4 separate regions of the Mus musculus genome follow, and all the other regions are linked to region 1. The links are chromatin contacts, called in public promoter capture Hi-C maps. All regions are on one chromosome and are shown on one strand. The core of a region is the stretch at or near the end of the contact, and the rest is flanking DNA. Distances in the headings are between cores, read along the strand shown.

Region 1 (7,180 bases), core at 3,218-5,717:
GAGCCTGCATGAACCTGATCTAGGCCCTCTGCGCATATGTTACATTTGTGTAGCTTGGTCTTCTTGTGGGACTCCTAACAGTGGGAGCAGGAGCTATCTCTAACTATGCTGCCTGCTTTGGGGACTCTTTCCCCTTACTGGGTTGCCTTGTCCAGCCTTCATAGAAGAGGAGGTGCCTAGTCTTAGTGCAGCTTGATTTGCTGTGGCTGGTTGATATCCTTTGAGGCCAGCCATTTTCTGAAGAGAAACAGAGTAGGAGTGGATGTGGTGGTGGTGGAGAGGGGAGGTGGAGGGGAGGGACTGGAAGGAGAAGAGGTAGAGGAAACTGTGGTCAGGATGTAAAATAAATACTGTGTGTGTGTGTGTGTGTGTGTGTGTGTGTGTGTGTGTGTGTGTGTGTAATACACAGAGTGGTCTTAATGAAGAGCCACACTGAGCCATAGTCTGCATCAGAGATAACTTTAGGAGTCAGCACCATAGTCAAAGACCTCAAGAATATCATCATCAACTCTGAAACTGCCCCCCCCCCCAGACAGCCATTTCCATAGCCAGGACCAGACTCAGAAACTGCCTGGACTTCCATGGCTGGGAGAAGGCTCTGATGGAGAAAAGGGAGATGCTGCAGTGTGAGTGGACCTGTGCATATGCAGGTCCCACTGCTCCGTTCCCTGGGTCTCAACCTGGGACAGTGACTGATCAGGAGAGGTACGTTTCCTCGTAAGCTCTGACTTGGGTCTGACCACCTCTCTGCTTTCCCTGAGTGGTAAAGGGAGATTTAGGTACATGAAGATCCCTACTCACTGGAAAAGAAAAAAAAAATTCCCCAAAGAAAGGTATACAGAAGAAGCTGGGGAGAAAACTTTCGTGGTAAAATGCTTGCCAGCACACGAATCTGAGCATCCGAGTTTGATCCCCAACACCCCTGTAAAAAGCTGCATGTGGCAGTACATCTGCAATCCTGGTGCAGAGAAAGCAGGCACAGGTGGATCCCTGGGGCTTGCTGGTCAGGGACCCTAGGCTAATCCTCGAACCCCACCTCTTTGTTCTTACAGTCTATTTTCAAGAGCAGTGATAAAATACATTTTTAATTTTAATTCATCTAGCTTCTGGTATTTTGTGATAGTCTCATGAGACTAATACAACTACCTAAACTGGGTTAGGTTCTTCTGCACTTTTTCAACTCTCTCTTCCTTCCACATATCACCTTGAAATTAATTTTTTAATATCTGTTTTCAACACTGAACTCAGCTTAGCCCAAGGAGTGACACTACTAGGGCTAGCCTTGTTGAAGTAGGTGTGGCCTTGTAGGAGTAGGTGTGTCACTGTGGGTGTGGGCTGTAAGACCCTCATCCTAGCTGCCAGTAAGCCAGGCTTTTCCTGCTTGCCTTCGGAACAAGATGTAGAACTCTCAGCTCCTCCTGCACCATGCCTGCCTGGGCTCTGCCACGCTCCCCACCTTCAAGATAATGGACAGAGCCTCTGAACCTGTAAGTTAACCTCAATTAAGTGTTGTCCTTATAAGAGTTACCTTGGTCATGGTGTCGGTTCACTGCAGTAAAACCCTAACCAAGACAAAAGTAAACTGCAAGCCGCTTGTTGCTGCTCACGCATGAGATGTGGAGAGATGAGGGGGCTCGGGGAGAAGGTCACGTGAGGACTTAGTCCGATGAGAGCTCCTGAGTCATTGTGACTAAGAAGAACACAAGCAGAGAAGTGTCTGGCCAGATCTGCATTTTAGATACATTACTCTGTGGGGAGTGTGGGCCTGGCGGCAGAAACAACGATTACAAGTTGTTAAGAGAGTCTGCAGAGAGGAACCAGAACAGAGGGCGCCTCAGAGAAGCCGGACAGGGCGGTGGGGTGAGGGGAGCCAAAGCTGAAGGCTGATTGGACACAGATGGAAAGGTGGGAGGAGTCCCACTGACTTGGAGATTTGTGGGTGGCAGTGCCACCAGCTGAGACCAGGAGACAGCAGAGAGAGGAGTTTGGTTTAGGAAGGGGAGAGGAGAAAAAGTGAGAGGGGATGACTCAATTCCGGACACATTAGGATGGAAGCATGGTGGTAGCCTTGGCAATTGACCATAGAGCCCGAGACTCTGAAAGAAAGGCAGGGAGGCAATATAGAGGCCAGCAGGCAGGTGGGTTCACATGAAGATAGCAGTGTACCAAGGCCACAAAAGCATTCAGGAAGGAGCTCAGGGAAGGCTGGTGCGGGCACAACTGGATACCCAATTACTTATCCCCAGGAGGTTACCTTATTTCTAAATCTGTTTTGTTTCTCTTTCACCCATACAGCCTGCCAATTTAACATATTCCTACTTGCTAAATAAGGTGTGTGTGCGTGTGCACATGCACTCTTTTTAGCTACAAACAAGCTCCCTAAAGCTGGGACAGGGATAGACTGGTTTGGAGTCTCTTCAATGTGCTGCATGGCTCAATGGACATTCTCTTAAGTTCTACCTCTTTGAACTTGGGAAGGGTGTTCTTGGGTCAGGGGGTGCTGAGAAAGAGGATGAAACTCATAAGCCATTCACGTAACTGACATATCTGAAGGGAAAGCCACAGACTCATGTCCCCTGCCTACAAGAGGAACACAGATGACTAAGTAGGCTCTCAATAGATCTCAAAGGGAACAGACAGACTCACTGGCAACCAGGAAAGGTGCTTGGAGGAGAGCCGTCAGCCTGAACTTCAGTTAGACCATGATAACTTCTATGATACCAATTAACAGCCAGAAAATACTGCCCCAAGGCTGTAACTGAGACCTCAATAGCCTTCTGTTTAATTTCAATTACATTTTTTTTCCTTGAGAGTCATAAACCTGTCAAACAAGCCAGGGAGCTAACTTCGTTTTTCTTCACCCACTTCACCGCTCCAAGGCAGAACTCAGCCTGTGACTTAATGCGACTTACTTATTTCATCCACATTTTCCAGAAATCTCTGCAAGTCTCTCTCTTGATCATCAGCCATCGCAGACACAAATCTCTAAGGGAGGCAGTATAAATTATGAAATTAATAATATAAAACACTAAACAGAACCATCGGGCTTATTATCTGTCTAAGACTAAGTGTTTGTAAATGTCGTGAATAACAGCAGGGTGAGCCATTTCCCTCTGACTGCTGTTTAAGGCCAAGGGACAGTTATTATTTGTGGCCACACTTCCGGAGAGCTGCCAGCCCTGCCTCTGCTGGGGGGAAATGCTCTACAATAATTCCTCCAAAGCTAACCACCAACCACTGTGATTTAGGGACCTGATGGCAAAGGAAGCTGGGAGAGGAGCCGACTTATTGCCAGGGCTGGGGGACGAGTGTGGTCTTCCAACTTTGGCCATGACAGGTGTGCCTAGTCGGAAGCTTGGGCCAGGCAAAGCACAGGATAAGTAGGGAGAAGACTACCTTCATGAACATGTCCACACTCCATTAAAACCGTTGCCTCCGCCCTGTTTCTGAGGATGAAGAGGAGGTGCCACAGTGCACCAGCGTCTGCTTTTCAGTACTCTACCAAGTACATTAGCTTTATTACACTTGATTTTGAATGTGAAGACTACATGATAACCTCGGAGGTACCCAAAGGCGTATCCACACAACCTAAAGATCACCAGAAGGATAAACTTCCCCAGCCTTGGCCCACAGCGAGCCGCAGCTCGTTTGGGAGCGCCCCCTAGGTATGCATATTTTAAATACACTATACTGTGGTTCCAGCTTGCAGACAGGCGGCTTGGTAGTGCAGTCAGACAACTGCGAACTAAAACTTTGACATGCACAATTAGCCCGTGAGTCCCAGTTTCTCCGTCTACGTTATGGAAATCATAATGCGAACCCAGAGGACACCACGGGTCTGACTGTAGCACCCTGAACGTGGATGCGTGATTAGTCAGGCTTCTTTTATCTAGAAAACAGCCTTGGCATATGGCTCAAACAGCTAACACTCCCTAGGAATGAGATTCACATCGGGGGTGGGGGTGGGGGTGAGGTGGGGGGTGGAGGAGGGAATTAACTCGTGCAGAGCTACAGGCTGGCCTGAACCAGGCGCTTCATGGACGGAGAAAGCCAGTCTTTCTGGAACAGTACACCCAAGCCAGAAGGGTCAGCAGGAACGCAGAGCCAAGGCTCCCTGGAAAGGAGCAGAGCGGCGGTGGGGTGGAGGACCCACACCCGAGCCCCACCCTTCGGTACTACACAACTCCATGGAGGGAGGGCGGGGACAGCTGTACTGTTGCCAGGCAACCGCTCCCCAGCGTCCTGGCCCTGTGCTTCCAGGGTTGGTCTCAGCCTGCAGCTGGTACTGGATCAAACTCAGGGCCCGAGTCAGTGGCCTCTGTCAACTCTAAGCCCAGGCCAGGAACAGTTCCAAGATAGATTCCCCACGGCCACCCGGCTAGACTGACCTTTAGTGCCCAGGATCGGACGGGAAGTGGAAGCTGAGGACAGGCTGTGACTGGCTTTCGCTGGGGAGAGGCGGGGCCTTGGAGAGGGCGGGGCCTCTCGTGACCCAAAGAACGCGCTGCCCCGTTTGAAGCTGGGATGTCCCACCCAGAAGCAAGTTGGTGCCGGCTGGTCGCTAAAGCAACGTCAGTGAAAGCCCTTCCACTCTGGAGCCGCGAGGGTTCTCCCAGTTGGTTTCATATCTTTAGTCCCATAATGTAAAGGCTCCATCCAGCGTACTTCGGTGTGAGTCCAGGTTTGTTTTTAATGACCAATGTATGGCCTCCAAGGCAGTACCGTCTCTTTGATTCTCAATTTTTCTCGTAAATGAAATGGAAAAACGACACTTTTCCGACAAAGCTATGGTTAAGGGGGCTGGATCCTATCTAGCTACAGAAGTGAGTGATATACAAACAACAGTAGGATTTAGGGTAGAGAGAGCACATCACAGGGAATGGAAGAGTGGTGAGTCCTGAGCTCTAAAATGTGGGTAATGTAGATCAGTCAAAACCAGAATCTACAAAAAAGTGCCTGAGGCTAGCCAGTGGCCAGGCAAGAACCCAGGTAAGAAGAGGCGATGGGAGTTCCAGAACTACTGGCCGAAGAAGGGACAGACTCACTTGCACCCAGGACTGCCTTGGATAGTGATGCTCAGTAGCCACAGACTGGCTGGCTGGTGCGTCTTCAGAAGCTCTTTCTGTCTGACGGCTTCCATTCCTGTTGCTATGGAGTGCAGCTCTGCCCTCCCCAGTCCCATAAGCCCATGTGTTATAGGACTAGTTCCCATTCCTTAGGACCAGAGGTTTGCCTTTGTTTTGTCTTTTTGTTTCTAGCACGTGGACTTAGATGAGCAAATGTGCCTACAGAAACTGTCAAGTATGCTATTCCGGATGGAGAAAGGATAAGAGAGTTGACAGTTTGCATCAGGCTTCCAAGGGCCATCTGTCCTGAAGAGTAAGATTACAGTGGTACAGTCACAAGCCACTTTGCGGGGACAAATCTTACACTTGATAGATTACTAGGGTTTTGTTTTGTTTCACTTTGCTTCTTTAGCTGGTCTGTGTGTGTGTGTGTGTGTGTGTGTGTGTGTGTGTGTGTGTATGTGTGTGTGTGTTTTGGATGCTATACCTTTCTGTGGCCCTGCATAGCCCAAAATTCACTTTGTGGCCCAGGGTGTCCTCGAGCTCAAGGTGATCCTATTGTCTCGGGTGCTGGGATGGCAGGTGTGTGCCACCAAACTTACCTCGGATTGGTCAGAAGTCCTAAGTGACCCCAGAAAGTCAGTCACCTGGCAGCAAAGAGTCTCATGCTCTTTTGTCCAGGCCTATGTAGATTTTACTTTTGTGCCCTGGTAACTTGATATGGCCAGTGTGGTATACAGATAAGCAACTGTGAACAAGAACCTTCAATAACCCGAGTGTGACTCATTGACTATGCCCCCCCACCCACCCAGCAGTTAGCCAATGGAGGCCTGTGTGAGCATTCACAGAACCCAGTCTACCTTTGATTCATAGAAGAGTAAGCAGTAGACCCGGCTGATAAGGGGGTCAACATTTTGGGTGGCTTTGTTGCCTCGGCATAACATGCTCAGCCACTCTGACCACGTGTTCTTCACTTGATGCTATGCCAAAAATCTAAGGGTGCTGTGGGCGAATCTATGCGGATCAGGATGACTGTTGTTAGATTTTAAGGGTCAATGTCTGTGTGTCCTCCCTCCAGCACAGTGGTTTACGTGTGCAGAGACTTTCAAAAGCATTAGTGAGCTGTATTTCAAGGATGAGTTTACTTTACGGAGCTTAAATCCCTTGCGCGAGACTCCAGTTTTGTGGTTTATGCCTTCAATAAAAAAACGGGGGAACATTTGGTCATCTTCCACTGTATCGTAAATCTGAGACTCAGATTAATAGAAACCATTGCTACTCCTTCCCTCAGCTCGCTCCCCACCGTGCAAACCATCCTAACTCCTTGCATTTTCCCATCAATTATATTATACAAGCTCAGAAGAGAGTGGGAAAAAAAGTTCTCAGCCTCATGCAGAATGAAACAAACTACCTTTGCCTGTGGAGACAAGTCCACCAGAATCCAGGAGCCAAACTACAGCCTGCCAGACAAGACCCTCGGCTGCAGGAGCCAGCTAGCCTGGCAGCTTTGGTTTCAAGATTCTGAGAGAAGGGTTTGTCCAGGCCTCCCCAAGAAGAATCACTAAATACTGCCTCATTTCTTTCTCCGAACCACGTGTCCCTACAGGGAAAGAATCTGTTAAGCTGAAAATCCCTGCCCCTTGGATTCCCCTGTTATCTTTTCTGTTCTAACTCGCCACTGTAGAGGAAGGAGTAGTTTTCAGGATCGCAGGTTCATGTGTCTGCAGGAGACAAGAGTATCCCTTGATATTTCTGTGCTGAAATGATGGTGTGGAAAATATTTGCAACAACCACAATAGCAGTCCCGTGTGCCAGGCATACGTATGACTTCATGTAAATGTTTTGTTTATTCCCATTTCTTAAGTCAAGAACACACAGATAAAAGGGACCGAGATTTCTCAGGGGCCGAGCAAGACCTGAACCTTGGTCTGTGCCCTCAAAACTCCCCCACTTGACTGCCCTGACTCCTATGTACACCCATGTGGCAGACAATGCTGTCAGCAACCCCCCTGCGAGTTTCCACCTAAGCTTATGGTTTCCTCCCTGGGCATGCCAAGCAGACTGCTCCATGCTTGTCAGAGACTGGTCTAGCTTCCCCTCTGCTGGGAAGTGTC
Region 2 (7,180 bases), core at 1,395-3,894, 1.4 Mb after region 1:
GTTTTACAGGGGTGAGGGGGTGGAGAGTTGAGGCGTGGGGAGGAGGTAGGTCACAATGAATCAGAGACAGCTGGGAATTGAAGTCTGGCCTCTGTGACTCTCAAACCAGGCAATTTCTAGGCCCTTGTTTCCACGGTTTGTGATTTCACGTTTGATCATAGTCATTCCCTAGGCCTCCGCTCATCGTGCTTGGGCGAGCAGGTTACAGCTGACTCTGAAGCAGACTACCTTAGTGCCGGTGTGTCAAGTTTATGAGCCTGTCACAGTGTGGGACTGACTAGTCCTCTCCTCTCTGTGCTTGCTTGCTTCTATCACTTTGGAACACATTTTAGATAAGGGCCTAGAGGGGGACGGAGTAGTGTCTGCAGCATGCTGGACATGTACAGACAGGATCACAGGCTGGAGCATCCCGTGCCTGGCTGGACCCATCAGGGTCTCTCTGTGAACCCTGGCCAGCCTAGAGCTGTCTGTGCTCTCTTGCCACTGTCTCCTAAGCACTGAGACTGTGAGCATGCACCTGGGTGTACTTTTTTGGGGAGTTGGGGGACAGGGTCTTACTCCAAGGTCTGTAGCCTTGGGTGACCTGGAGCTCACTATGTAGAGCAGGCGGGTTTCAAGTTCACAAAGCCCCCACCTGCCTCTCTGTCTTCCTCGTGCTGGGGTTAAAGGCATGAACCCTTAAACATGGCTGGATCCATTTTTAAAGACAAAAAAAAAAAAAAATCCCGAGAACTCAGTCAAATTATTAAATGTTACTTAAATTTTCAAATATAAACCAACATTATGTTCTCTTAAAACTAGTCTTTATACAGCTACAAAACCAGATTTACAAGTTAAATATACATGAAGCCACAAGGCCAATATTATTAAAATCAATAATGTTGATATTTTTGTAATTTAGTATGACAAATGTGTCTGACACTAAAGCCAAGCCACGCTTTGGGAGTCTGGGCTTGCTGGCCCAAGCTCAGCTTCTCTAGGCTTTGCTCTGCTCATGCCTCCAGTTTCTCCCCCTTTTTTTTTTTTTTTTTTTTTTTACCTTGTTTAGAGCCATTGAGACTGTAATTGCATGGTACCCTCTGTCTTCCATTTTGTGCATAAAAACATATTTTTCATTTAGCTTCCACCTCTGTTCATTTCTTAGGAGCCCAGAACAATGAAAGCTGTGCTGAAACTCACGCAAATACGGGTGCTGAAATCCTGTGCAGGGCTGATTCAGGTAGTCCCTGGGGGCCAGCTAGATGGCTCAGTGGATAAAGGCATGTGTCACCAAACCTGACAACCAGAGTTCAGTTACTGGAACCCACTTGGTAGAAGTAGATAACCCACTCCGCAAGCTGTCCTCTGACTACACTTGTTCAGTGGCTCATGTGTGTACATACCACACATATACACAGTTTTTGTAATTAAAAAAGATAGCCACCCCAGCAGTCCAGACCATGCCTTAAGTAAGTGAATCTAAAAATTATCAAAATAAAACGAGAGTCTTCAAGCATTCATTCGTGGACAGAAGTTGAAAAAACAAAAACCGCAAACTGAAGTCTGTTGGTTCTCAAGCTTTGACTATGAAAGGCTATCTCCTAGTAGGCATCCCATGCTTTAAAAAGAAAAAAAAAAAAACTTACCTCCTAAGTTGCATTTATTAATGACAATTTCCTTAAGGCACAAAATAGTGTCATCTGAGAACTTGTGACAGAGCTACCAATCTAAGTTGCTTATATCTAAGTCGAAAGGAGAGATAGTTACTTTGTGCCATTCCATAGGGCAAGTGGAACATTTTCCATTAAGTTCTGTGTAAAAAGGCCCAGGCCCACCTCCTCCTGGAGTCCTTTAGGGGGACTCCTGGAGGTCTAGGGAGGCCAGTTTACACCCGCACCGAACTGGGGTGAGTAAAACTGGGCCCAGTTATGTTAGGTTGTTGTGCTTCTTGGTAAAGAAGGAAAAAAAAAGAGAAGACAATACAACAGAAGGCGCCATTCCAGTACCACACTGAAAAGAAACACAAAAACAAGAGAGCAGCATGTTTTGAACAGCTTGCGTGGAAAAAATATTGACTGGGGAGTTTGGACAGCACTGTTCATTTTCTCTCACCGCCCTCATTATTTGTCTTAAGGAGCAGGAGCCAGCCACGATTTTGGCAAACAGGCCAGAGGAAGGTGTGTGTGTGTGTGTGTGTGTGTGTGTGTGTGTGTGTGTGCGCGCGCGCGCGCGTGTAGAGGCTTGTCGCCCAAGGGGAAATTAAGACCAAGACCCAGTGGCTCAGGGCCAGCATGAAGCCTGGGGGTGGGGGTGGAGGTTGGGGTGGAGGGGGAGGTGTTAAAGCTTCTTCCTCCTGGCCTGTCTCTGAGTTCTACTTGAGGCTCGGCATCCATCATTAAGGCCCGTCTCCTTCAGAGCACAGCAAGGAGACGATGAATCCCTGCCCTTGTTTCTTTCGGCTGGGGAAAGGATGCAGGGGTTCCATTGGTTTTTTCGGCCCGCCCTTCTTCTGGAGTTCAGACCTCCAGTTCCAGCAATGGGGGTCAGGCCGGAGCCTCCACGCGCAGGGAAAAAACTTGATTCCATCAGTTCCTCGGAGCCGGCTGATTGGATTTAGCCCCGCCTGTTTGTGTGTGGGGCGTGGCCTGAGCGCGGGGCGTGGCCTGAGCGCGGGGCGTGGTCTGGGCACGGGGCCTTCGGCGGCGACCAGCCAGAGGAGGAAGAACATGGCGGGCGCAGCAGGGCCAGGGTCCGGTCCGGGGGCAGCGGGTGGAGATGGAGACGATTCGCTCTACCCGATCGCGGTTTTAATCGACGAGCTCCGCAATGAGGACGTGCAGGTACTAGGCTGGGCTGGGGAGCCGAGGCGAGGGCGGAAGCGCACATGGTAGGGAAGCGGAAAGGCCGGCTCAGCCCTGGGGGCGACCCCCGGGGTGGCAGAGTCGTATTCAGCCCCGGGACGGAGGCGTGGGGCGGCGGGTGCGCGGTGGTCCGTCTCAGCTCCGCTGCCCTCCTCCGACCCTCTGGGGTGGTGGCGTCCATCTGCTCCCGGCAGTGGGCGGGGAACCGGTTCGCACCTCGGGTGGACCAGCGCAGGCGGGCTGCGGGGCCGCCGGGAGCGGAGGAGCGGCCCCCGGCCCCCGTTCCCTTTGAAGTGATGCGGAGTGTCCGTCCCCGGGCAAACTAGCTGGGCTGGTTGGGTGGAAAGAGCGCGGCGGCTGATTAACCCAGATGAGTGGTGCATCAGTTGTGATAGAACTTTTCCCTGAAAAGGGAGGAGTTGTGCTTAACCGTTTCTTTCACCCACTTCTCTCCATCCAGAGTTCTCTCTTTTCAGACCCTCTCATTGTCCGCGTGTTTTCATTCATTCGTTTCTTCCCCGGCCCTTCAGTGTTCTCCCTAAGATAGCTTCTGGCTAATGACGTGTTAAACGGTCCTTGAGTTTTCCTAGGATTAAGATCTAAGTGAAAGGCTCATTCATCATTATACTGTGTCCCAGTATCTCACCTATTTGCTTCTTTGACCAGAATTGCAATCATCTCTTTGCTTTGTTCTCCCTCCCACTTTGTTTTTAAAGCTCCGTCTCAACAGTATTAAGAAGTTATCAACTATAGCTCTAGCACTCGGGGTAGAAAGGACTCGAACGGAACTGCTGCCTTTCCTTACAGGTTTGTGTCCCTTGAAAGATACACGCTCCATTTCTATTGGCTTTTAAACTATTTTTATTTAATTTTCTTAGTTTGTTACCTAGAGTAGCGATAAGTACTAGACTGAGCCTTGCCTTCTGCAAGGTGTATAGAAATGCTACATATAGTCAGACATACTCAAACATAAACCGTGTAGCTAGTGGGAAGGTGATTGATGTGAAATATGGATTTCTTTGTAAATGATTTATTTTATATGCATTGGTGTTTTGCCTGCATGTGAAAGTGACAGATCCCCTGGAACTGGAGTTATAGGCAGTTGTTAAGTTGCCATGTGGGTGCTGGGCATTGAACGCTGCTTCTCTGGAAGAGCAGCCAGTGCCCTTAACCACTGAGCCATCTCTCCAGCTCCAGGATGTGAGTTTCTTAATAATTGTGTGAAACATTCAGGAAGACTTGTGGTAGTCATCTATAAGATGGAACACAGCTCCAATATAGCTCCAATATAGGAGCTAGAGAAAGCACCCAAGGAGCTGAAGGGGTCTGCAGCCCTATAGGTGGAACAACAATATGAACTAACCAGTACCCCCGGAGCTCGTGTCTCTAGCTGCATATGTAGCAGAAGATGGCCTAGTCGGCCATCACTGGGAAGAGAGGCCCCTTGATCTTGCAAACTTTATATGCCCCAGTACAGGGGAACGCCAGGGCCAAGAAGTGGGAGTGGGTGGGTAGGGGAGCAGGGCGGGGGTGGGGGGTATAGGGAACTTTCGGGATAGCATTTGAAATTTGAAATGTATATAAAGAAAATATCTAATAAAAAAACTGACAAAAAAAGACTTGTGATTTAGAGAGGGATGAAAATGCTTTTAGGATTCTAGTTGCAACCGCTCTGTGAGAGCCAGCGCAGTGGCCCTTGCCCCTGTGGTAACCAGCTGTTGTTGTTTTCAGATACTATTTATGATGAAGATGAGGTGCTGTTAGCTCTCGCCGAGCAGCTGGGAAATTTCACTGGTTTGGTGGGCGGTCCTGACTTTGCCCACTGTCTGCTGGTGAGTACTTTTCTATCGTCTATGCTCCTTCTAGAACTTTGTAGGATCAACAGTGCCTTTATTAACTGGTGATAGGCACATTGCAGCATTTTATGCAGACTTCTTATGGGCAGATGACAATAATAATACTAACAAGACTTAGATCTTACCAGCCGAATGTAAGCTTGTTTCTGCCTCTATAGACTTATTATTTCAGAGATGCGGAGGGAAAGAACTTGATTTGGTTCCCCTTTTTCTTTTGTTTGTAATTTTTTTTATTAGATATTTTCTTTATATACATTTCTAATGCTATCCCGAAAGTTCCCTATAACCACCCTGCTCCCCTGCTCCCTTCCTCCCCACTCCTGCTTCTTGGCCCTGGCATTGTTTGTATTTTTTGAGGCAAGGTCTTGTTTTGTAGCCTTGGTTCTATATAGAACAGGCTAGCTTTGAACTCATAGAGATCCTCCTGCCTCTGCCTCCAGAGTGCTGAGATTAAAGGTATGCATCACTATGCAGATGAACTAGACCTTAAAGGATGACTAGAAGCTGACCAGCTGACAAGGCAGGGCTGTCTGTTTAGGGGTTTAAGCACTGTGTATTCAATGCTGGCTCCCATGGTTCCTAGCTCTACCTTGATGGTTCTGTAGAACTCCAGACATAGATGGAGAAGAGGTAAGTGGACACTTGTAGAAATCACAACAGATTTAGATACGGGTTGTCATTTTTCCCTCAAAACGTGCCTCTTTTTGAGTCATATCACTAGCTACCTAGCTATACAAGGCCAGCCTAGAAGATAGCTTTGATGTCAAATTACGTCAGAGAAGTTGAAGCCTGGGCCTTTGCATGCTAGGTGAGTGTTCCTTCACCGAGCTACAGCCCAGCAGAGGAAGGCCTCCTTAAATCCTCTCCCCCTTCACGCCTAAGCTATTAGTCTTGTCGACTGCATCCATCCCAGTTCAGTCTTCATTTGTGCATTCATGGGCACTTGTGCCTGGCTAGTAGCATTGTTGTGGGGCTTCTGTCCTTGGACTCGTTTGCTTCCTTGCAGTGAGTCAGAAAAACTCTTCTGCCACACTTTATTACTGCCATGTTGTTGTGCTGAGGCTCATGTTGTTTCTTCTGGTAGCTATTTGGATTCACAGCAGTGAAAAACTCATTATATATACGCATGTTCCTCTTGGTAACTTCATTCCATGCACATTGGTCTTTCCTTATAAGCCCAGGTCATTGTTGCCCAGACGTTGGCTGTAGATGTTATCTTCAGAGAGATGCTATTTAGAGTTTTCTATAGTGGAGTCCGTGTAAGTCGGACAACTCCATTTTGTATCTTGAGAGGCCTTGCCTGTCACAACCACCCCTTGCCCGTCACCCTGTTGTAATTTGACATCTCCCCCATTAGAATGTAGGCTCCCTTAGAGCATCCTGTGTGTTCATTCCTTCTGGATCCTTGGCGTTACTGCACAGCAGTATTCATCGATGGCTTGCAGCTGTGAAGCTTGTTGGGTTCAGAGCTGCGTGAGTGAAAAGCTAGGGCTGGTGACGCACTCACCAGGGCTCAGAGAAGGGCACTGGGAATAGGCAGAATTCAAATGAAGGGACAACTCATAAGGCATTTGCCGGAGTTTGGCCATCTCCGTGGTAGTGCTAGAATATGTTGCAGTAGGCAGGGGACAGATCATGAAAGACTGCCTAGTAAGAAGCCATGTCTTTTCAGTGGACCTTTGACCCACCCTCTAGGAAAGCTACAAAGCTCTCTATTTTTTTGAATGGTATTGAGCGGCACATTTCTTCTCTTGGAGTCCTGATCCTCTTTCCTGGTTAGCCTGCCGTGGAGTTCTGTTCTGATCTCACAGCTTTAGCTTATGCTGAGTCACCTGGGACCAAATACAAATGTTTAGAAGGGCAGCTAGAGGTTCAGAGAAGCAGCCTGTTTCTGCTGTCCACCAGGCTGCGTCACATCGGCTTACTGACGAGCTCGACCTTGAACCTCTTTGTCTTTTATGTCTCTGGATCTGCAAGCTCACCCCCATCTCTGCATTTGTTTTTGACTGTTCTTTGGCTCATGGAAAGATTCTGAATATATTTGGGGAAAAAATGGTGTTGTAGTCAGCTTTTTATTGGTTGGGAAAATTGCGTTGCTTACACCTCCAGGAATGGTAGGATGGTGCAGGAAAGGGCATGAACTCTGTAGCCTGGCAAGAGATGATCAGGCAGTGTGGCCCCCACGCTTGGCCATAGTTTTGGACTTGTTCCTAAGGAAATAGCACATTTGTTTCTTGGTGTGGCTGCATATCATTTAAACACCCCCTCCAAATAATAGTAATTCTGTGTCAAGTCTCTTCCACAGTGTCATTTGTAGACACCATCTGGGAATTGCCATCTGGGACATGCGATCTTGGCTTTTCTACAGAAGTCGTGTCTTCAGGTTGGCCACACCATATGTTATCACTGTGTGAATTGAAAGTAACCATTTGGTATGATGTAGTTAACATTCTGGTTACATGTACTGTTTCCCTTCAGTCACAT
Region 3 (7,180 bases), core at 1,363-3,862, 1.1 Mb after region 1:
GGACTAAGAAACTTCTGAATTCTTGGACTTCCTGTTCATAGTTTGATTAATTAGACCACAGCCTGTAATTCATTCAATAAATCCCATACATATATAGAGGGGAGGATTCATTTGTAAGTTCTGCTACTATAGAGAACGCTGTCACAACTCTCTGTCCCTTTGTTTAAGAGCACAGAACTAATTCATTCCAAGTCTCCTCCAAATTAGAATTAAATTCACCCCCCCATCCCCCGCAATTTTTCCGTGTTTCTGGGTCCTTTTATAATTTTTCCCTTATAGTAGCCATTACAACACTCCCGGTAATTCATATTGGTTTTCAGCACAAAGAGGAAAGTTCCCAGCAGAACGGTGCAGCTCCTGGCCCCTACAATTGCTGAGTCCTCTGCTCATTGCCTGCAGCTGCCAAATTAAGCAACAGGCGTGGGGATCCCCAATGTCAGCAGAAATGGCCTGAAAAGAAAGCTGTGTTCACATTAGGTAGCTCTGCTCTCCCTGTGACTAACATTTTTTCATAAGCTTCTCGGGCTCTGACTCACTTCTCTATTTGAGATGTTTATTTCCTGGAACACAGTATAACACTTAATGCCATGAGAACCCATTTTCACTTTGAATGATGCTAAAATTCTGTGACAGCCAGAGAAAAGCTTCCTCCTCCTCTGCTTCATGTTTTTGTTTTGGTTTTGTTGACACAGGGTCTCACTATGTAGTTCAGGCTGGTCTCAAACTCACTCTTCTTGTGTCTGTCTCCCAACTGCTAGGATTGAGGCATGTGTCGCCACATCCTGCTGAGGCTCCCAAGTGTGGTGCAAGCATGCGTGTATGTGCATTCGTGGTGTGTGTATGTGGGGGGGAGGGGAGCTTGGGTGTTCAAGTGAGTGTTTGTGCACGTTGTGTGCATGCATGTGTGTGTTCATGGTGTGTGTGTGTGCGCGCACATGCGTGTGTGTGTCTGTGTGTGTGCATGTGTGCACAGCACAGTGAAGAAAGCACATTCCCACCTCACTTTTGTGTCTCCTCCCTTTTGTTTTTGCTCTGTGATACACTGGTTTTACCTGGGGCTCCTCCAATGGGCTTAGAACAGGGCTATCCACGGGTGCATTGCTATCCACCAATGGCAATGCCACAAGAGTTTTATTGAATAAATTTATTAGATGAAACAAAAGGACCTAAACACAGACCTATTGAATTCTTTGAGCTCCTAAGTGACTGGGGAAAAACAAAGTTTAAGTGAATCGCACAAAACTCTACAGTAAGAGCCCGGAGGGCAAAGAGCAGCGCAGACTCTATGTGGGAGTGACAGTCAGTCTGAGGGAGAGGGACTCGGCACCAAGGGCTACCAACAGAGGTGAGTCGAAGCTCAAGTAGCAAACCATCAGTCACACCCATCTCTCCCTCTCTTCTGTTTGTTTGGTTTTTGCAAGACAGGGTTTTTCTGTGTAGTCCTGGCAGTCCTGGAACTCACTCTGTAGACAAGGTTGGCAATGAACTCAGAGATCCGCCAGCCTCTGCTTCCTGAATGCTGGGACTAAAGATGTGTGCCAACACTGCCCAGCTCACACCCATCTCTTTAGAAGAACAGTCAAACCAGAAAAGGAGCTGGAAATGTTTTTTAACATGTTATACGTATGGATGTTTTGTCAGCAAGTATGTCTGTGTACCATGTGTGTGTAGCACCCCAAAAAGACCAAAAGAGTGTCTGGTTTCCCCCTGGAACTGGAGATATAGAGGGTTATAAGCTGTCATGTGTGTGCTTGGGATTGAATCCAGAGTGTCCACAAGAGCAGCAAGTGCGCTTAACCACTGAGCCATCCCTCCAATCTATCCTGTCCCTTATTCACAACATCTGAAGACATGAACTCTAACAAACAGAAAAAAAACATAAAATAAAGGGTGGAGTTGCATGCAAGAGACTGAGGTGAGTGGGCCGAAGGGAGTCTGATGTCACGCTGGGCCACACAGCTGAGCTCAGAGCCAGCCTGGACTGTGTAGCAAGACCAGTTTCAAAACAGAAATTTCAAAAAGCAAAATTAGGGGCTAAAAATGTGACTCAGTGGATAAGACCACTCACTGGTACAGTAAGAGGACCCAAGTTCAAATCCCCAGCCTCCATATAACTGCTAGAGAGGGCAGTGCATACCAGTAGCCACTGCACTGACAGGAGCGATCCTATGAGCTCACTGGGCAGCTAGCCTAGCCAAAATGCTAAGTCAAATTCAGTGAGAAACCCTGCCTCAAAAAATAAGGTGGAGAGCAGCCAAGAAAAAGACCCAGCATCCTCCTCTGGTCTCTACATGGGCACAAACATATTCCTCCTAACCCCTAAACACAGATACACAGCAACAAGATAAATCTGAATGAGTTCCACAAATACAGAGGTTGAACACAAAGAAGAAAAACCATGTTCACCACTAGACAAAGACACAGATCCAAGGCCATTGATCACACTATTACTTATGACAGAAAATAGATTCAAGCTAGAGGTGTAAACAAAAGGACCAGGTCCACGGATGGTGAGACCCACTGGGGAACCTCCTACAATCACCTACTCTGGAAGAGCAGCTCTATTACACAAGACTGCACGGAAGCGGAAGCGCTGACTGGCATCCGCAGATGCAGATAGGTGTGGCAATGGCGTGGCAGTGCAGTGACGTCATCCAAGACTCAGGCTCCTCTGTGCATGTCCTCTTTAGCATCCTGACTGGTGCTCACAGTGATACCTCTCTCAAGTTCCTTCTCTCATAGATAAAACTATTTTAAAGCAGAACGGAGCTCGAGGACATGAGAGTGAGAGAGAGAAAGGGAGAGAGAAAGAGACAGAGAGAGAGAGAGGGAGAGAGAGAGAGAGAGAGAGGTCCGAGGAAATAGAAGCGGAGGTAGAAAAGCCACACTTAGTAGAGTAAAAGTACAAGCTATACTTAGACTGTATCTACTCTGAAGAACACACCAAAAAGAGAATTGGTGCCCTCGGCCTTTATTCCTTGTAATTATTACCTTCTCCGCAGCCCAGAGTGACAATGTGCCTCTGGCATGAAAGCAATATCCCATCCTTTCAGGCCAACCAAGGAGAAAATCCATCCTAATACTACTTGGGAGGCTGGATGGCCCAGTGGTTAAGAGCACTTGCTCCTGTACCAGAGGACCCAGGTTGGTTCCAGACTCAACCTTCTGCAGCCCCAGTTCCAGAGATAATCTGGTGCCCTCTTCTGGTCTCCATGGGCACTGCATTTAGTGTGTGTGTGTGTGTGTGTGTGTGTGTGTGTGTGTGTGTGTGTGTGTGTGTGTGTGTGTGTGTGTACACTTCTGCACGCACACACGTGCATGCATACACACATAGAAGAAATAACTGCATCAGATCCTCTGTGTACACATTATGGCTATTAGGTTGGTGTTTTTGTGAGCCTCTTAACAGTAGGAACGGGTGTATCTCTGACACTTTTGCCTGTTCTTGAGACTCTTTTCCTTCTATTGGAATGCCTTGTCCCAGCCTCCACTAGGATTTTTGCTTTGTCTTATTGTAGCGTGTTTTGTCCGTCTGGCTAGCCTCCCTTGGAGGGAGAAAATGGAGGGGGACTGGATCTAGAGGAGAGCTAGGAGAAGGGGAGGGAGGGGAAACTGCGGTTAGGATGTAGTCTATGAGAGAAGAATCTATTTTCAATTTTAAAAGCTTAAAGAAAAAAAAAAAAGATCTGGCTTCGGGACAGGGAGATGGCTCAGCGGGTGAGGTGCTTGATTCTGAGCCTGTTGACCTGAGTTGGGTCCCCAAAACTCACACGGTGAAAAGAGCTGACTCCTGCAGGGTGCCTTCCGACCTTCACAGGAGTGTGTTCCTCCCTGCATCTGAGCACATACAAGATAAGTGGCGCACGCCTTTAATCCCAGCACTCAGGAGGCAGAGGCAGGTGGATTTCTGAGTTCGAGGCCAGCCTGGTCTACAGAGTGAGTTCCAGGACAGCCAGGGCTACACAGAGAAACCCTGTCTCAAACAAACAAACAAACAAAAAGTAAGTGCTTAAGAATTCTTTTTTTGGCTCACTGTGTAGTCAGTTGAGGGCCAGTCACTCTGTGGCTGGAACTCTGGAGTGCCTATGGCACTGTCACCATTTAATCCATCTCACGCTTTAGCTCTGTGGTGGGGAAGGAGTCTCTAAAGCACTGCAGCCCGCACTTCTTGGAGCTCTGCACTTTACACTCGCTGTCGCCAGTTTGCTGTTAGCCCTGTGGTCACTTTGAAGCTCCTGCCTTTGGGTCATGTTTAACCTTCCAATTGGTTACCAACTGTGTAGCCTATACACTGACTCTTAAGGCCAACGCTGGCTCACTTTGAATCTGGCCACAGAAAGCCAGCACTTAAAAAAACAACAACACAAAACCCATACAGGGAGCTGGCAGGCTTTCACCACAGCACCTGAACTCTGCCTTGGTAGTCTGTAATTAGTTACTTATTATGTATTGTTTGCATTGCATGTGCTTATGCAGTTTGTAGGGTAAACAGTGGGTCATTTCACCTCCACCCTGTGGGTCCCGAGGCTCAAATTCAGGCTGTCATGCTCAGCAGTTAAATAACCTCACCTGCCGAGCCCTCTCGTCCTCCTGTATCTTTTTTATTATATCAGCTTTTCCTTTTAGTGGCGTGTGGTTCATGTGTGTCACAGCACAGCTGTAGAGATCAGGGAACAATGGGAGTCACCTTCCCACCACGTGAATCCCTGTCAGGCTTGGCAGCAGGTGTCTTTACCCACTGAGCCATCTCTCCGGCCCCTTTTCCAAGCCCGTGAGCTCTGATCATGCCGCCTGACATACTGATACAAATGGTTGCCCTTTCATGGAAACCCTTCCCGGCCTTGCCGCCCAGGCCATCCTCCGGGAGTGAAATGTACAGTGTGGTTCATCAAGGCTCACAGTCAGCGCACCCAGAACACAGACTGAGAAAGCTTGGCACTCACCCGAATGATAGCACAGTTCTAACCCCTACCACTCCACCTTCATGCTTAAGCTGCCCGTTTCTGCCCATCATGAGCCCTTTCGTCCCGTGGCATTCTATGTGAACTACTCATTTGCTAAGTCACACAAAGCTAAACTCAGTTCTAATTCCCAATTGTGGATGTACTTACTTTTAATTATTGTTTTTTGGGTTTGTTAAGTAAGGGTCTCACTCTGTAGCTGGCTTGGAACTTACTGTGGTCTACGTTGGCCTCAAACTCCCAGCAATCATCCCCCAGACTCGCAGAGAGTGGGATCACAGGCATCTACCACCATACCTGGCATAACCCTGGTTTTTTGTTGTTGTTGGGGTTTTGTTTGTTTTTTGTTTTTTCGAGACAGTGTTTCTCTAAGTAGCCCTGGCTGTCCTGGAACTCACTCTGTAGCCCAGGATGGCCTCAAACTCAGAAATCCGCCTGCCTTTGCCTCCCAAGTGCTGGGATCACAGGCATGCGCCACCACTGCCCGGCATAACACTGTTTTAATGAATAAAACTACAGCCTGCCTGGCAGGCCACTACTCAGGCTAGTCAGATGGCTTGAGCCCAGGATTTTGATGCTAGCCTGGGCAACAAACTAAGGCACCATTTGAAACTAGAACAAAACAAGTGAGTTTTGTGGTTTCACAACTGTAACTCCAGCACTTGAGGGGCAGAAACAGAAAGATTGCAAAGTTTGAGGCCATCCTGGTCTACCTACAGAGAATTTCAGATCAGTATGAGCTTGTAAGAGTCTATTTCAAACATGTAAGCACCAACCAAAACCCAAATATTAGAGAATACTAGCACATAAAAAAAAAGTACAATGTATTTTCATTATATAATATTTTATTTAAAAATTTTGTTTTTTCAGAGTACACTTTCTTTCTCATTAACAACTCCCACGGTGGGAAGACAGTTTATCACTTAGTCTTATACTTTTGGACAGCTCACTTCTGCACAATTGAGATACATTTGAAGAGTAGTCTGTTTGCAATCTGTCATATTTTAATCCACAAACAAGGAGAACTCCCTAAATTGAACTTGTCTAAATCCAGCTTTCCTCAACCTCCTTCCTAAGACTTAGACAAATTAGTCATTGAGAGCATCTCCTGATTAAATGTTCCCTAGAAGCAGAGCCATCAACAGAGCTGGTGTCACCTGAACAAGAATGGGAGGTTCCAAAGGGAATACTTTCGAGCTTCATGCAAAGTCTAACTCAGGAGGGAACAGGCCTCCCTCCTGGCTGAAGAGATGCTCTTATCCTGACAGCAATCAGCTGGCTCTCCTTAAGAAATGGTGGTCAAAGGCAACATGAGCTCATGAAATGTTCAGTCTCACCGCGAGGCTGTGAGCTAGTGCCCACACTCAGTGGAGTATGGAACACAGACTCACGAATGGTCGAACCTAACTCCTCAAACCTCTTCCTCAACAAATAAATTCTGAAAATAACCATGTAATTAGAAGACATTCTGCCCACCAATGGGCTTATCCTTCATCCCCCCTCACTGCGAGGTGAACGGCATTGGTAAAGCAGAGGCAAGGAGGCACACAATCAAAGTGCTGCACCCAGGTCAGAGCTTCCACAGCATGGCAACCGCTCTGCAGATGCCGACATCGTGGTAATTGAAGTAGCAAAGCCCAGCAAAGGTCAAAGCTGAGAGTGCCAAGAGGCCTGCCCTGGCAGCCTTCGGCAGGGTGTCCCCATGAACGTAGTCGGTAACCACTTGTCCAAGGCCCCTAATGAAAAGTCAAACACAAGGGCAGTTAGAGGCCATGCAGACAAGTTAAGTACCCCACTCACCCAAAAGAATACAAAACACCCCAAAATACAAAGTCTCTACCTATGAATACTCCAACAACTGTTTGCTCTCACAGGGATCTTGTACAGCCACTCCACAGGTGGAATTATTTCTATGCTTTGACATAACAGCCCAAGCAACTCACAGTTAAAAAATGGAAACCAAAATGCAATAGAGTTGCTAATAGCCCAGCAGTGGTAGTTCAAGCCTTTAATCCCAACACTAGGGAGGCAGAGGGAAGTTTGAGACCAGCCTGGTCTACAGTGAGTTCCAGGATGGCCAGGGCTACACAGAGAAACCTTGTCTCAAAAAGCAAGCAAACAAACAAAAAATTGAGTTGCTAATAATGTAATAAAGAGATCTCATCCTGTGAATTTACATTTCCAGGAAACTAAATGTGCCTCTATCTGTAAAAATCTTC
Region 4 (7,180 bases), core at 1,237-3,736, 1.0 Mb before region 1:
GAGATCCACCTGCCACTGCCTCCCAAGTGCTGGGATTAAAGACTCCTGCCACTAAGCCTGGCCTATTTTGTTCTTTAATGACTTCGAATATTGAGGATGGTATCAAGGTCAGGGATTTCATCTTTTAAAACGCTTCACGGGTGCTTAAACGCAAGTGCCAACAGGTCTATTCTATTTGTTCTGCTAAAGGTTTCAGTTAAAGGCAGCATTTAACAGAGTGATAAAAATCACCGTGAGCACACATTCTAAAAGTGTGTCTATAGATGTTCTAAAACCCTAACACAGAGGTGCAAGAACCACACAGTCTAGCTGAGAAGGCAACGGCCACCTGGGACAATGGGTGTCATCTGGGAGGAGTCACCCAGTTCAGACGGAAACGTCATTGGTCTGTAAGGAACGCATACGGATACTTTTTTTTTCCTTAACATTCCCTAACCAACATGGTGTAAACACTACTTTAAACACTACTTACACGCACCAACGTCGTATCAGGTATTCTATTGGGAGCACAAGAATGACACCAGGCAATCTAGAGGTGATTCAAAGTACATGAGAAATACTGCATCTCCTTCCAGGATACAGGGGAATGAGATTTAGGTATCTACAGAGGAATCCTGGAACCAACCCCTGATGGAGTGGTATAAGGGGGACTATATATGGAATTAAAGCCGAAGGTAGGACATAGAGATGGGAAACTCTGTCGGGGGACACCAAGCTTGATGAGGACCCAGCTGGCTGGATACTGGTGGGAACACTTGAGACTGCCTGTGTTTAGAGAGTAGTTTAACCAGCTTCCCCAATACCTAGCCAAATGCTCTTGAGCAAGTCCCCCAAATCTCTTGTAACCCAATATCTTCCGGTGGACAATGAACATCATTAACAGAGCCTATCTTATCATCATGAGGACTAAGAATACACGTGTAAACCCTGCAGAACTGTTGTAGCCTTGGGGGAGGGGGAGTTCTGTCAATTTCAACTGAAAACTTAATCCGGTTATGAAGTGGATTATGTTGGTTCCAATACCAACTCTAACATATTATATTACATTGTCCTAGTAATATAGCACTGGGCCTTAATCTACACAGACCTCAATCTGCTACGTTTTTCAGTGAGATCAGATGAAGGCACCTTTAGATCCCCAATGCCCTTTAAGTGGTATGAATGTATTTACACGGCATCACCTACTTCAGCCAAAATGTTAAGATCAGAGTCAGTTATCAGGCAGGCCATCTCAATAATCTGATCCTTCTCAATATCCAATCCTGTCATCTGTAAAACATAAATAAACAAGCATATAACAAACACATGAAACCACCTTTTGTTTTGTTTTGTTTTTGTTTTATTTTTTTGAGACAGGGTTTCTCTGTGTAGCCCTGGCTGTCCTGGAACTCACTCTGTAGACCAGGCTGGCCTCGAACTCAGAAATCCACCTGCCTCTGCCTCCCAAGTGCTAGGATTAAAGGCGTGCTGCCCAAGTTTACTTGACAGAGATTCCTTTGTGTGGACCCAGCTCACATTCTATGACCAGTAATGGTCTGGGCAGTACTCAGGGTATTAAGTTCTGAGTGCTCAGAGACTGCTAAAGGCACTTCCTGCGGGCGGGCCAGCTACTGTCAAACACATTTGTCCTGGGAACAGACTCAAAATAAGCAGGATGAAAACTTGACTACAGAAAAGTGAGCTCACGAACGTTACCTCTCGGAGGTTTACAATGGTTTCCGAAGTTTTCCCAACAACAACAACAACAAAAAAAGTTAACAAATGAACTCAGTTCGTAAGCAGAAAACTGGAGTTCAAGAGAGGCCTAGGTATGAATGCGTTAAAACTAAAATGGGTAACCTGAATCTTCCAATGGGGCCTCAATTTTCTCTTTTATGGAATGAGGGGTAAGGCTGAGTCATCTCCTGAGTCCTAGCTTAAGCAACCTAGTCTTTTAAGGCTAGGAGGTGGGGACGGAGCAGGGCTCAGAGTCGCTGCCCCAACTCTCACCCACGATCCTCAGAGTCACTAACGCGTAACACAAATTCACTTCTGGGTGGAGGTCGAGGCTAGGGAGAGGGGAGACACATGGACGGCTCCACCCAGATGGAAAGAAACCCCACAGTCCAGGGACAGTCCCAGACCCCGCAAAAACTCTTGACTCGGGGCTCCTGGGGCCGTGCTCACCTGTCGCACCTGACACCCAGATCCCTGCTGCTTCCCGGGACAGGGGAGTCCCTCGGTCCCACGCGCGAATCTGCGCTCGCCTCCCCGCACCCTCCTCGCCCCGGCCGCACTCTCACCTCCAGGTCCACCCAGACCATTCGCTGAGCCATGCTCTCCCCTGCCGCCATGGCTGCGCTACCTTCGCTGACACCTCGCGCCCCGAACTGCCCGCGCCTGCCACCCACGCCCCGCAACAGCCTGGCGCCCAGGGATACGCCTAGCATCACCCGGCACGAGCCGCCACGGCCCCAGCCCCGCCGGCCCAGCGCGCGCAGGCGCCACAGTCGCTAAACGTCGCAAACCCACGGGGAGGTGCCGGGAGAAGACTACAAGCCCCGGCATGCGAGGCGTCGGCTCGCCCTCCACAGCTACTCTCGGCTGCCGAAAGGGCTGATGGGAGTAGGAGTCCTTGGTCCAGCCTCCTGCTCCCCTCCCCCGCCACGTGTTTTCGGATGTTAAGGGACTTGCTAGTATTTCACCGCTAAAGTTTGTCTGTTTCCAGGAGATATCATTCCTGAGTTTTTATTAGTTCTAAGCTGCGAAGTTGAAGAGGCTTTACTTTGAAAAATATGGTTATATGTTTAAGAATTGTTTTAAATCTACCTTTTCCTTACTGCTACCTCCCTCAGTTTTTCTTTTTTTTTTTTTTTTTACCTGCCCCTCCCTTCCGCGTATTGAGTATATTTCTTATTTACTTGGAATCCGAGTGACGTGCTCTTTTGAGCTACAAGGCCAATTCCGCCATCACCGTTTAGGAGTCCTTAAATGGTCTCTTTTCTGAAAGATGACTTCGCACATATCAGGTGTTCCATAAATGTTCCTTTCCCATTATTGGCAGAAGCCTTGTCTCGTTTTCTAGGATGCCAGGACGTGTAGGCTGTGTTTCGGTTGTTAGATCGTATACTATTCTACCTTTTGCAGCCCACTAAAGAGAGTTGGAATAGCTCTGCCTGCTCTGTCCTGCGCTCTGCCTTTGCCGATCGCTCTGGTTTTAATAGACGGGTCCTTAATCTCCCACAATAGATACGGTTTTCATCACCTACGCTCGAAGGGGCCTCTGCGGAGATCTTATATTTTAGCTCAGTAGCAAACGCCTCTGCAAAGGGCAATTTTGTCACAAACGTGCTCAGTCTTGAATCACATACTCTGTGTCTTTTTCTGAAAGCTGTGTTGCCAGTAATTACAGAGCTTGTGGTTGGTGGCATAGTTATTCCTACCCGGTGAGCTGGTTTTGTGAGACAAACATTGTTGCCTAATCAAAGCTTTAAGGATGCTGCAACCTACAAGTGGATTTCAGCTACTCCACCGGTGACCTGCCAAGCTTGGCCAGAGAAACGGAAAAAATCATGGAAACGGGTGTCAAATTACATGTTCAATTTTACTGCAGAATGGGTATGTATATTATAACGGCATTACCTAGTAGAACATACTGTTAAGTTTGTAATCATTTGTGGCCCTACTCATAGGAAGGAGAACTCTATTGTAGCATTGAAACTTTTTTTTTAAGACAAAGAGACACACTACAGAACCCAAGCTGGCCTGGAATTCTGCCTCCCAAGTACTAGGATTAAAAGTGTGCAACACCACACCTGGCTATATAGGAATTTGAATCCGCTGGGCTTATTCTCAGTATTACTTCTTTACATTTTGAAAGGATAACATCCTTAGGCTGGAGAGATGGCTCAAAGGTTAAGTAAGAGTACTTGCTGCTCTTGCAGGGGATTGAACTTCAGCTCCGAGGGATTGTGTTGCCCTCTTCAAACCTTAGTGGGCACCAGTAAACACACATACACACACGTACACACACATACACACTGCACAAATAGAGATCTTTTTTTTATTACACCTTTGGTGGTGGTATTTAACAATTTATATCCTGAAAAACCACACCCATGATTTTTTTTTAACAATGAATGGTTACATTTAACAATGAAAAATTATAGCTATGTAAATAGCCACAGGGAACCCTATCTCAAAAATAAACAGAAACTATGTGTGGGAGTTTTAGAACCTTTCACGTTTATTCAGCTAAGGTAATGTGTTCTGTTACAATGATAAGTACAGATTTAGTGTTCTTACCATAAATAAAACAGTTATTTTCCCTAAATTCTAAAGAAATTGCAAAACAGAAAATGGTAAAAGAAACTAGATATAGATTTATGCACAGTTTTGCCAAAACAAAGAGTGTGAGTAAGTGTGCTAATGTCTTCCCACCATATCTATGACCATTTTAGACTTGCAGAAAGCAGCTGTGTGACAAAGGCTAGAATATTGTGACTTTAGCTGAGACACGTCCTTTCCTGGGGAGGAGGAGTCATGACCTATAAGTTGTACCCACTGTCTCTGTTTTCTGCTACAGAAACAGTTTTGGTTTCCGTCTGGTTTATATTTGGTTGTTTGAAACAGGGTCTCACTCATGCAGTGCAGGCTGACCTCAAACCCGTGACAGTCTTCCTACCTTCCAAGTTTAGGGATTAGTTATGATATAACATGTTTGGCTCTAGAATTTTTTTAAATTAATATTTCCCCCACATCCATTATTAAATAAAATAAGCCTTTAAAAAAAAAAGAAAGTATCCTCAGAGCACATCTGTATATGTGGCCACTGAGGTTTTTATGAAATCTGAACTGCATTTATGTCAACTCAGTTTACAAACACATACCAAGTACTTAGCTTGTACAGAGCACTCTACCATGAAGCTTTGGGATTTGGATCTGGAAGTCCGTCAAAGGCCAGAGTGTTGTAAGGATTGGCCCCATCATCGTGTTGACAGCTTGTGAAAACTTTGAAAGGTAGGGCCTCGTGACAGGTCTTCCAGTCATTAGATGCATGCTCTTGAAGGGGGACTGTGATCCTCCACTCCTCCCTCCCTCCTGCCCTGTTTCGTCGCAGCCATCGAGTCTGTAGAGCTTGGCTCCATTGCATACTCCCTGCCAATATGCACCACCCTACCACAGGCCCAACAGCAGTGACTCCGCCTGACCATAGACTTAAACCTCTAAAACCCAAGTGCCTAAAAGAAGTCGTTCTTCACCACTGGTTGATTGTCTTTGGTGATTTGTTACTCTAATGGGAAACCAACACAAATGCTAAAGATCCTACCAACTTACCAAGTGTGATGGTTTGTATATTCTTGGACCAGGGAGTGGCACCATTTGGAGGTGTGACCTGGTTGGAATAGGTGTGTCACTGTGGGTGTGGGCTTAAGATCCTCACCCTAGTTGCCTGGAAGTCAGTCTTCCACTAGCAGCTTTTGGATGAAGATGTAGAACTCTCAGCTCTGCCTGCGCCATGCCTGTTCCCATCTTGATGATAATGGACTGAACCTCTGAACCAGTAAACCAGCCCCAATTAAATGTTGACCTTAATAAGAGTAGTTTTGGCAAAGTTAGTTAATGCTCATTATACAGGACACAGGAAATACTCAACATATTAAAGTAGGGGTTCATGTGTTTGTTTGCTTTTAAGGGTTTTGGAGAGGTTGTTGGAGAGCCAGGTTATGTCAGCCCACAGTTCAGTAAATAATACAGCCCTTCCTGGCAGGGAGGTCCTGGTGTCAGGAGCTTGAGGCAGCTGCTCAAGTTGTATGCAAACTCAGAAAGCAGAGACTGGTGAATCTAATGTGGTTTGAAGTTCTAAAATTTGGGCACATTATTTTGTATTTGGAACTTTTTCTTTGATAGGGAAGGAAGTGACTACTTTCCCATCTGTGAAACATGTTAGTAAGGAGATAATGGAACAAATGGGGGGAAAAAAGCCTGTCTTCGCCACCGAGTTATCACACCCCCATCCCCATTTCTGAGGCAAAGAACATTATGCTTGTTTGTTTTTCTAAAGGACAGTGTAATGTACACTGATGTCAAGATAAAGCAAGATAATAAGGCATGTAAAGATTTTTTTTAATTATACAAATTTGCTGAAGGCATTTTTTGCCAGATACACAAAAATTGCATTCAAAGAATCACAACTCTGGGCTGGAGAAATGGCTCAGCGGTTAAGTGCACTGACTGCTCTTCTGAAGTTCCTGAGTTCAAATCCCAGCAACCACATGGTGGCTCACAACCATCTGTAATGGAACCCAATGCCCTCTTCTGGTGTGTCTGAAGACAGCAACAGTGTACTCACATACATAAAATAAATAAACCTTTTTAAAAAAATCACAACTCAAGACATCTTGATTATGCTGTTAAGCACAAAATGACCATATATGCAAGAGAGGTGAGATGAGAACAAAGAAATGTTGGAATGCCACTCAACTAATAACGTGATTACATGCTGGAAAATGGTAAGTAAGGAGCAGGCTAGAAGACACAAGAATGGGTGTGGTATGTCTCAATAGAGACATTTTTTGGTTTTGAACCATGTATATTCTTTGTTCTAAGGGATTAAAAACTTTAAACACATACAAGTAGTCTTTTTAAAATGGAGTATCAATACATCTTTGTATATCAAAATCAGAATTAACAAATATGTTACAATGACTCCTATTTTGCATTTCACTTACCGGGACTCAAACAGCAATAGTTGCCTACGTAGCTAGAATCTTACAACCATTTAAGAGGAAAAATACTGAAATTACAAAACCAAACCTCACTTACTTTATTTTATTCTTGTTGTTGGGTTTGTATATATGGCATGTAGGGATGGGTGCAACTGTACGCCATGGCCTCTGAAGATCACAGGACAGTGTCCAGAGGTCAGGTTTCTTCCACCTTGCGTAGAGGCACCGTCTCTCTTAGCGTTTCTGCCTTGCATTATACTCGAGACATGCTGACCTCTGATCTTCCAGGCATTTCTCCAGGCTCTGCCTCCATCTCACTGAAGAAGGGATGCTGGCATCATGGATGTGTGCCACCACATCAGCTTTCTTACGTGGCCGCCAGGGAATTGCACTGAGGTCATGCAACTTATGTTGCAAGTGCTTTAACCCACTGAGCCATCCTGCTATGCCACAGTTTCTTACTTTATATAAGT

The links. Promoter capture Hi-C pulls out the DNA fragments that hold promoters and counts their contacts.
Region 2: a promoter capture Hi-C map of liver shows a contact between it and region 1, with 6 times the contacts expected there. The contact joins the promoter of Ppp2r1b here to the promoter of Ttc12 in region 1. A contact is called at or near these places in 2 of 39 promoter capture datasets (liver and pre-B cells).
Region 3: a promoter capture Hi-C map of liver shows a contact between it and region 1, with 3 times the contacts expected there. The contact joins the enhancer-like site here to the promoter of Ttc12 in region 1. A contact is called at or near these places in 12 of 39 promoter capture datasets (the 3T3-L1 cell line, the C10 cell line, HPC-7-derived erythroid cells and 6 more), 1 of 484 Hi-C or Micro-C datasets (embryonic stem cells), 5 of 115 datasets of contacts at active chromatin or transcription factors (differentiating embryonic stem cells, embryonic forebrain, embryonic stem cells and 2 more) and 2 of 9 other capture datasets (adipose tissue and embryonic stem cells).
Region 4: a contact with region 1 is called in a promoter capture Hi-C map of liver, with 2.3 times the contacts expected there. The contact joins the promoter of Rexo2 here to the promoter of Ttc12 in region 1. A contact is called at or near these places in 5 of 39 promoter capture datasets (the C10 cell line, embryonic stem cells, hippocampal neurons and 2 more).

The regions. Positions count from the first base shown.
Region 1 is chr9:49,481,758-49,488,937 of GRCm38.p6, forward strand. It overlaps Ttc12 (tetratricopeptide repeat domain 12), which reads right to left and starts at 4,468. Exons shown (of 22, transcript NM_172770.3): 1 at 4,389-4,468; 2 at 2,913-2,985. The coding sequence starts at 2,970.
Region 2 is chr9:50,854,280-50,861,459 of GRCm38.p6, forward strand. It overlaps Ppp2r1b (protein phosphatase 2, regulatory subunit A, beta), which reads left to right and starts at 2,645. Exons shown (of 15, transcript NM_028614.3): 1 at 2,645-2,819; 2 at 3,557-3,647; 3 at 4,572-4,672. The coding sequence starts at 2,706.
Region 3 is chr9:50,590,554-50,597,733 of GRCm38.p6, forward strand. Sdhd (succinate dehydrogenase complex, subunit D, integral membrane protein) reads right to left here. Exons shown (of 4, transcript NM_025848.3): 4 at 5,787-6,697. The coding sequence ends at 6,532. Among named protein-coding and RNA genes, the nearest start is that of Sdhd, 9.7 kb to the right of the region's middle. Within about 2 kb of position 2,613, at least 51 of the 459 cell types and tissues checked have an H3K27ac peak or open chromatin away from gene starts, as enhancers often do. A contact at or near this core is called in liver, where this site is marked.
Region 4 is chr9:48,478,125-48,485,304 of GRCm38.p6, forward strand. It overlaps Rexo2 (RNA exonuclease 2), which reads right to left and starts at 2,487. Exons shown (of 7, transcript NM_024233.4): 1 at 2,283-2,487; 2 at 1,186-1,269. The coding sequence starts at 2,429.